Linked DNA regions of Mus musculus: region 2 is linked to region 1. The links are chromatin contacts, called in public HiChIP or PLAC-seq maps. All regions are on one chromosome and are shown on one strand. Each heading gives the region's core, a stretch centred on a gene start, on an enhancer-like site or on the middle of the called end of the contact. The rest is flanking DNA. Distances are from core to core; before and after follow the strand shown. Region 1 overlaps Iqgap2 (IQ motif containing GTPase activating protein 2). Region 2 holds the start of Iqgap2 (IQ motif containing GTPase activating protein 2).

Region 1 (3,619 bases), core at 576-3,075:
CAGGTATGACTCATTATCCTCTTGTCTTCTAAATCTTTCAGCTTTGTAGAACTATCCTACGATATTTTACTGTGTGGGGTGATTATCTGTTTTCTTGTTTTTTTTTAGGTAGGGTCTTACCACCTATCCCTTTGCTAGTGTGAAACTAGCTATGTAGCCCAGGGTGGTCTCAAACTCAGAATCCTCCTGTCTCTATTTCCCCAAAGCTGGTTGTAGCACCATGGCCAGCAGATGTTGGCTTCTGAGAGAAGAGGTACTGGTTAGTGACTTCCTTGGGATCAGCTCAGGAGACCATTGATATTTAACTTAGGAAGGCTATTCTGGTGTTGCCTCATTCTCACAGGACGTTAAAGTTGAGTCGACCTTGACCTTCAGGCCTTTATTCGTTATTTATAGAGAATAGTGTGCATCACCTTAGGACTGGATCTAAGTAATTTGAGACCTTTTACAGTGAAACCCGTGAGCATGGGGCTCATACCGAGTGGAAGTGAGCTAAGTTCCTTCCCATTGTTTAGAAACAGTAGCAACAGATTTAAAAATTGCCCTCTACCATTGGAGTCTCAACTTCGCTCCTGGAAACTTAACACTCTCCTCTTCCTCACTGAGATCTGTGAGAAATGTGGGGGATGGGCCTTCCTGGCAGCAGGTGGTGATATGGTTTCTAAAACAGTTCTTGAAAAATTACCATTTTGCAAATAAAAATTAATAACACCAAATCTAGGAATCATTGACTTTTGTTCTCCATAACTGAGCGAAATCCCAGGATTCCGTTTCTCGTCCCAGCGTGATCTGCACTGGGTATCTCAATTCTGGAGCAGTTAGAGATTCCTGGTTTTTTTTTTTTTTTTTTTGTTTTTGTTTTGTTTTGTTTTTTTAATTTTTAATATTTTTTATTACGTATTTTCCTCAATTAAATTTCCAATGCTATCCCAAAAGTCCCCCATACCCTCCCCCCCCCTTCCCTACCCACCCATTCCCATTTTTTTGGCCCTGGCGTTCCCCTGTACTGGGGCAAAAAAAAAGTTTGTGTGTCCAATGGGCCTCTCTTTCCAGTGATGGCTGACTAGGCCATCTTTTGATACATATGCAGCTAGAGTCAAGAGCTCCAGGGTACTGGTTAGTTCATAATGTTGTTCCACCTATAGGGCTGCAGATCCCTTTAGCTCCTTGGGTACTTTCTCTAGCTCCTCCATTGGGAGCTCTGTGATCCATCCAATAGCTGACTATGAGCATCCACTTCTGTGTTTGCTAGGCCCTGAGATTCCTGTTTTAAGTTTATAATGGACTGAATGGATTTTCCTTTGGTCTGTGAGAATTAGCAATGATTTCCTGCTCCAAAAAGGTGCCGTTCAGACCTGAGCACTCAAGTGTAATGTTCACAATATGTCTGTGTGAGTGGGATCTAAGAACCCTCTCTCCCTCTCTGTGTGTTTCTGTCTCTTTTTTTCTGTCCCTTACCCCTTAGCATATTCTCTCTGCCTTTCTGTTTCTGTTTCTCTGTTCTTGTTTCTCTGTTTCTGTTTCTCTCTCTCTCTCTCTGTCTCTCTCTCTGTCTGTCTCCCTCTCTCTGTTTTATTTATAGGGTCTTGCTATGTACCCCAGGCCAACCTTGGGCTCACTATGTAGCTCACGATCTTTCCACCTCAGCTCTGAGTTGCTGGAATTGCAGGCATTTGCTATCAGAATGCCCGGCTCCCCTGTGGATCTTGTACAGTATAAGCTGATTGACAGGAAAGGTTTGGTAATTTTCCTAAGGCCGGACCTATTTCCTATTCCATTTTCCTGTTTTGATGTGACATAGATGTTTCTTAATACTTGTCAACCCTGGTGACACTCAAATGATTGTGACACTTGTTTAAAGCTTTTGTACTGGTAGCTTACCCTCATTGCCTGGTTTTGCCACATCTCAGAAATTCCCCCAGTGCTAAATATGAAGATTTAGGAGGTTTTTTTTTTTCTGTTTTTGTTTTTTTCTATAACAATATGGGTCTAGAGACGTTTACAGCTTTGCCTAACCCGAATGGCCCTGGGTTATGTGTTGGTTTCCGGCTTTGGAAGGATCTTAGAGGTGTGTGATGGGGAGAAATCCAAGGAACTGTTCTAAATGAAGTTCCCTTTTCCTCAGAAGATGACAAAGATGACTGTACTTTGGGTGGCAGACTTGGTAGCGTGAGGATTGGATGGACCTGATGCCCATGCCTTCAAGTCAAGCAGTTCTCACTAAGTACCTGTTGTTTCCTTGGCCCTTGGTCGGGAGATAGAAGCACCTGGGGCAGCTGTCTGCTCAGCATCTCTGTGACTTGATGCAGCCTCCAGGGGCCCAAACACTTGCAATATTGCCTTATACTCTAAGAGTGGCTGAGAATACGTATAGGGTTGCTAACAACAACTTCTAACTCAGGCTTGTTTTTTTTTTTTTTTTTTTTTTTTAAAGGAAATCCAGTTTAGGGAAGTTTGATTATGGGGTCCTTTAGAGTTTAAGTAGCCATGGAAGGCTTCAAGCAGCTGACATGGAACCAGAATTTTCCTTGGGTCTTGTTTCCTTAATATGTCCTTAATGTCAGCGTTCTTCAAACCTTAGTCTTTTGGTTCTGTTATCCTTTAATTCCATCCTCCTGCCTCTGCCCCGAGTCTCTTCTAGTGTCTTCCTTGGGTACCAGTGCATCCCACAGCCTATGAACAGTCCTTAAGTCCTGAGAGTGGGTCTTATTTATTTAGGTGTTCCCTTTAAGGCAATACAACCATAGAATTTGGTTCCACACCCAACTGAATTACATACCTGAGGATATTTAGGATTCTCAGTAGAGAATTTTGAGTCACACAGAATAACAATGTGTACTTAAAATACTAAATGGTGGGTGTATGTCTCCGAATTGATTATTCCTATCAGACTTCTAATCTGATTTTCCTTAAAGGCGTACAACCCAAATAATACCATCTTATGAAGCCAGCCACGGTTGGGGACACTCATGCCAACCCTCCCTTGAGTGTGTTTCCCAAACCCAAGCTCCTTGTCCTGGTGCCAAATCTTGGTTGTGTAACTGTAATAAAAATTCCAGAAGAGACCTTGTGAGTCATACATTTTGTCTGAACTGGCTGGCACCAAGCAGCCACTGAAATATTTGTGGACAGATGAATGGATTGACACAGGATATGGTGGCCGTGGTACCTGTGTGAAGGGAGCAGGTAGTGGGGAGTGGCAGTTAAACAGTGGCCGCACCTTATCAAAGGGTAGGTCTTGGGCTAGTTTTACGTTGCATTGTGTGAGTGTTCTTGGCACTGGACTCGCCCCCCCCCCCCAACCCCCGTCTTATGCTTCTATTTCCATGCAGCTCTTTTTTGTAGTTTCTTATGCCTCTGTGCAAGCTCTCCTCACGGGATTGCCATAGAATGTAATTGCTTCCATCTCTGAGCCTGTATCAGCCGATTTTGGCATTTTGTTCTCCTTAGCGCCATTCTCTAATCAACTAAGCTAGCCAGCCAGTTGGCATTAGTAGTGACTTGCTAAAACTGGAGGAAACTCTCCTCTACAAAGTCATGTTTCTTGGGGTGTTTGGGGCAGTGATTGAAGATGCCCCTTAGAAGAAATCATGGATAATCAACTTTTTTTTTTTTTTTT
Region 2 (3,804 bases), core at 1,304-3,803, 47 kb before region 1:
CAGGTGAGTTTCTTTCCAGAGAGGTGGTGTGTGGTGATCTGTGAGACAGCACAATGCAAACAGAGATGACAAAGATTGGTTCCAGCCACTTGCAAGATACAAAAGCACTGCCTGGGCTGGAGAGATGGCTCAGCGGTTAAGAGCGCTGACTGCTCTTCCAGAGGTCCTGAGTTCAATTTCCACATGGTGGCTCACAACTATCTGGTATATCTGAAGACAGTTCACTCATATAAATAAGAATAAATAAATCTTTTAAAAAAAAGAAAGAGAGAGAGAAAGAAAGGAAGAAAAAAAAGAAAAGAAAAACACTGCCTTAGATTGTGTCTTAGCATTAATTTCTCACAGTGACATCAGCTGTCACAGAGCCCCAGATCCTCTAGAGCGCTCAGAAGCCAGCAAACTTAGAACTACAATCTTCCCACTTACATCTTTGTGTTTATGCAAACATAGAGGATAGATTTCACTCTATCCAGCCCACCTATGACTTGTTAGCATTGAAGGACCTTCAGCCTGTCTGCAAGAAAGCATCATGCTTCCTGAGGTCAACTTCATAGAAGCTCTTCTTTCCTAACGTCTTCTATAGCCCCTTCCATCCAACATCAGCATCTCCACCTTGTTTGCTCTAATACATTTTGTAATCTGGCCAGAACTCACCTTTTCTCAAGTCCAGAACATTCTGCGATTCTTATGCTCAAAACCAAGAAGTCATGGGTGGTTGTTGTAGCCCTCATATGCAAGCCCAGCTCCTGGGAGATTGAGGCTGTGGGGTCACAAGTAGGGCAAGATCCTGTCTCAAAAATAAACAAACAACAAAACCACCCTAGAACGCCTTTAAGGGCTCTCAAATGTCCCTTAATTGTCATAATCGACCACTTGGTCTGACATTCAGAAAGTGCTCTGCTGCTTAGTAATAGGTTCCCAGCCCAAGCTCAGGTTCCAGCTCATGGCTCCCATCCTTGCCTGTCTCTTAGGATAGGATGTTCTCCACCCAACTCTTGCCTATTTTCAAACTCCACCTGACACCACACTTTGAAATCATACCACCTTCTCAGGCCATTGTGGTTTACAGCGATTTCCTCCCACCTCTCCTCACATAGACCATCTACTTCTTGAGGCCCTGCATCCTGGTGTTCATCCTGAGAACTGATGTGTGAGGAGTTCATCTTTGATGCACAGAATACGCAGTGCGTTTTAGAGTCCAACATGGCGTCTCTGAGACATGGAAGAAGCCTGGCTGACAGGCTGGTCACAGGATGAGTATTGCTGACCTGTGGCCATAGCATTAGAAGCATCTACTTTTGTGGGGAGGAAAATCCCTTTCATCCCATTCCAACAGGGTGAGAATCCAATGTCTCTAGGGGTGGGGGTGGGGAATCCTCTCGCTCTCATCTGATGAGACTTCCCTCTTCCTGTGCACCTAACTCATAGGCTGGCACAACTTCAGCTTCACTGACCACTTGTGAGAAACGCAAGTTCATGAGCCTCAACTCAGACCAACGGAACTGGAGGCGGGGCGGGGTCCAAGAGTCTGAATTTCAAGTTTCAAGAGTTCATTGTGTCTCCCAGAAAGCAGCTGGCTGCTCTCTGTAGATTTGCTTAATTAAAGGTGACTAGTGTCGCTAGACCACCTTTCTTCGGCTAAATCATCTCTTATGACCCTCTCTTTTGATGATTTTTTTTCAGTCATGTGATCACCCACATGCCCCACGTTTGTGAAAAAGCAGTGGCCCATGTTTGGGGGGGGGGGGCTCCCACATTCCTCCAGGCTCCAAGCAACCGCATGAAAACCGTGCTTTTAAAACAGCTACTTGTGGTTTCTGTCTCAAAAGCTGAGCCGGAAAGGGGTTTGTGGTTGTGCGACCCCGGCTGGGCCTGAGCGACAGTTTTGCACATTGGGGGCGGGCTGGCAGAGGGGTGGGCGGATGACTGGCAGTTGTGTTCTGAGTGTTGTTTGGAGGCTGTTAATCTTGCTCCTGCAGCCCGCGCACGAGCTCACCCTTACCGTTTCTTGTCAAGAAAGGGGAATCCTGTGTCTCGTAAGCCAAAAGTCATAAACAACTTTCGTTTATACCCCTAAATGCGAGAAGCAGGCGCTCGCGGGGCTCGGGGGTGGGGTGGGGAGGTGAGTGTGTGAGGGTTGTCCCCGTGCAATCTCTCTAGAGGAAAAGGAACTGCAATGTTTGTCTCTCAGTCACTGAGCAACACCCAGGCGAACTGGGTGCCTGTGGTCTGCTGTGGTTTTTCTTGCTCTTCCCTGCGCTGGTTCACTTCCACCCTCCGGATGCTCCAAGTCGCCCTCCATCTGTGCGCTGGGCTCCAGCTGCAGGGGTCCAGGGTGCCTCTCAGCCCCTTCCTCTCGCGGGAGGCGGGTCCTCGCAACCGGGCGCTGCGCTGTGCGGCCAGTAGGGGTCGCTGCACGGCGGCGCGCTCCCACCGCGGTGAATAACGGGGCCGGGCGGGAGGAGAAAGGAAACCTGCTGGGGGAGGCGGTACGGCCCGCGGGCGGGCGGGCGGGCGGGCGGGCGAACGAGCGAGCGAGCGAGGGAGGAGATAGTTCACTTTTGCCCCGGTGTCAGCGAGACGCGGCCGCCGCAGGCGCGAGTGAAGGAGCACCGAGGGAGCGGAGCGGTCAGCTCCGAGAAGCCGGGCGAGGGCAGCCCAGAGGTGGGATCGGAGCGCGCCCGCCGGGCGCGGAGCCCGCGAGCCTGGCCAGCGAGGGAAACCACGGGGGGCGCTCCCCGGGAGGGCCCCCAGAGCAGCGCAGGATGCCGCACGAAGAGCTGCCGTCGTTGCAACGGCCCCGCTACGGCTGTGAGTGTTCGGGCTCCCGTTGATCTCGGGGCGCCCCTCTCCCTGGGACGGCGTTGGGGAGGCCGAGGGGCTTGAGGGCGCGCTGCGGAGGGCAGCGGCTGGCAAAGTTGAGAATTGGAATTGCAAAGGAGCAGGGCGCGGATTTCCAAGCCCCTTTCTTCCAAATTCCTAATTGCAGCTTCCAGCTAAGTCCCTCCACCTCGCAAGCCTCAGCAGCTCTGGTGCAGATCAGGTTGTGGTTTAGGGGTATCAGGTGAGGAGCCCGCCTTGCTTTGGGCGCTGCCGGCTCGAGCCAGAGGGTGGCGTAGGGGATCCGATGCTTCCCACCCAAAAGGGGCGGAAAGTTTGTTTGCTGTCGCTACAGGTGGGCAGCGCAGCTCCTGTGCCCGCGCGCTCTGCGAGAGGTGAAGGCACTTTCCTGGAAGGGCAGGCTTCTCCTACTAGTCTCTTTTGGGCCTCACCTGAGCAGCTAGAGCCACTTAGGCCCCACAGGTGTGAGGCCCTTCCAGCCAAGGCCTCCAGGGACACGTACCGCCCCCAGCCACTTTCCCGGTGGCTCTCCCCGCCCCCGATCTCCTGCGCGGGAGGATTTCTGTAAGGACAGACTCTGAGCCGGTCTGATTGAAAGTGACGGTGTCGGTTACCCAGCCCCGGGCTGCCGGCGGCGGAAAGAGGTGGCTTTGACTAACAAGAGGGAGCCAGATTATCGCCAACCACGTGGCCCCTTGTGCAGAGTTCAGAGTCCTAAATATGCGCTAGGAAGTATTTCCTTTAAAACAAACAGAACGCTGGCTTCTTCTCCCGGGTTGGCCCTGTCGACAAACGCATGGCCACGAACCATGGGTTAATCTTTTGCTTGGACTGGTCTTGTTAGACGCAGTACCAGGTTTAGGTTAAGGTGGTGACAACTGCAACAGAGTTAGTGTGTTCATGTGGTTTGTGGTGTTTGGTAGGAGCACGGATGAAATTTTTGGAAGAGGGTCGCCAACTTCC

Evidence for each region. HiChIP or PLAC-seq counts read pairs in DNA pulled down with a chosen protein or histone mark.
Region 2: a contact with region 1 is called in an H3K4me3 HiChIP or PLAC-seq map of bone marrow-derived macrophages, with 6 times the contacts expected there. The contact joins the promoter of Iqgap2 here to the enhancer-like site in region 1. A contact is called at or near these places in 7 of 39 promoter capture datasets (cranial neural crest, hematopoietic stem and progenitor cells, hippocampal neurons and 3 more), 25 of 484 Hi-C or Micro-C datasets (CD4 T cells, ECoMG-derived neutrophils, bone marrow-derived macrophages and 15 more), 13 of 115 datasets of contacts at active chromatin or transcription factors (the HPC-7 cell line, bone marrow-derived macrophages, embryonic forebrain and 8 more) and 5 of 9 other capture datasets (adipose tissue, bone marrow-derived macrophages, liver and 2 more).

What each region holds. Positions count from the first base shown.
Region 1 is chr13:95,843,312-95,846,930 of GRCm38.p6, reverse strand. All of the region lies in intron 1 of Iqgap2 (IQ motif containing GTPase activating protein 2), which reads left to right. Among named protein-coding and RNA genes, the nearest start is that of Iqgap2, 47 kb to the left of the region's middle. Within about 2 kb of position 1,825, at least 21 of the 459 cell types and tissues checked have an H3K27ac peak or open chromatin away from gene starts, as enhancers often do. A contact at or near this core is called in ECoMG-derived neutrophils, bone marrow-derived macrophages, hematopoietic stem and progenitor cells and 3 more, where this site is marked.
Region 2 is chr13:95,890,671-95,894,474 of GRCm38.p6, reverse strand. It overlaps Iqgap2 (IQ motif containing GTPase activating protein 2), which reads left to right and starts at 2,553. Exons shown (of 36, transcript NM_027711.1): 1 at 2,553-2,811. The coding sequence starts at 2,766.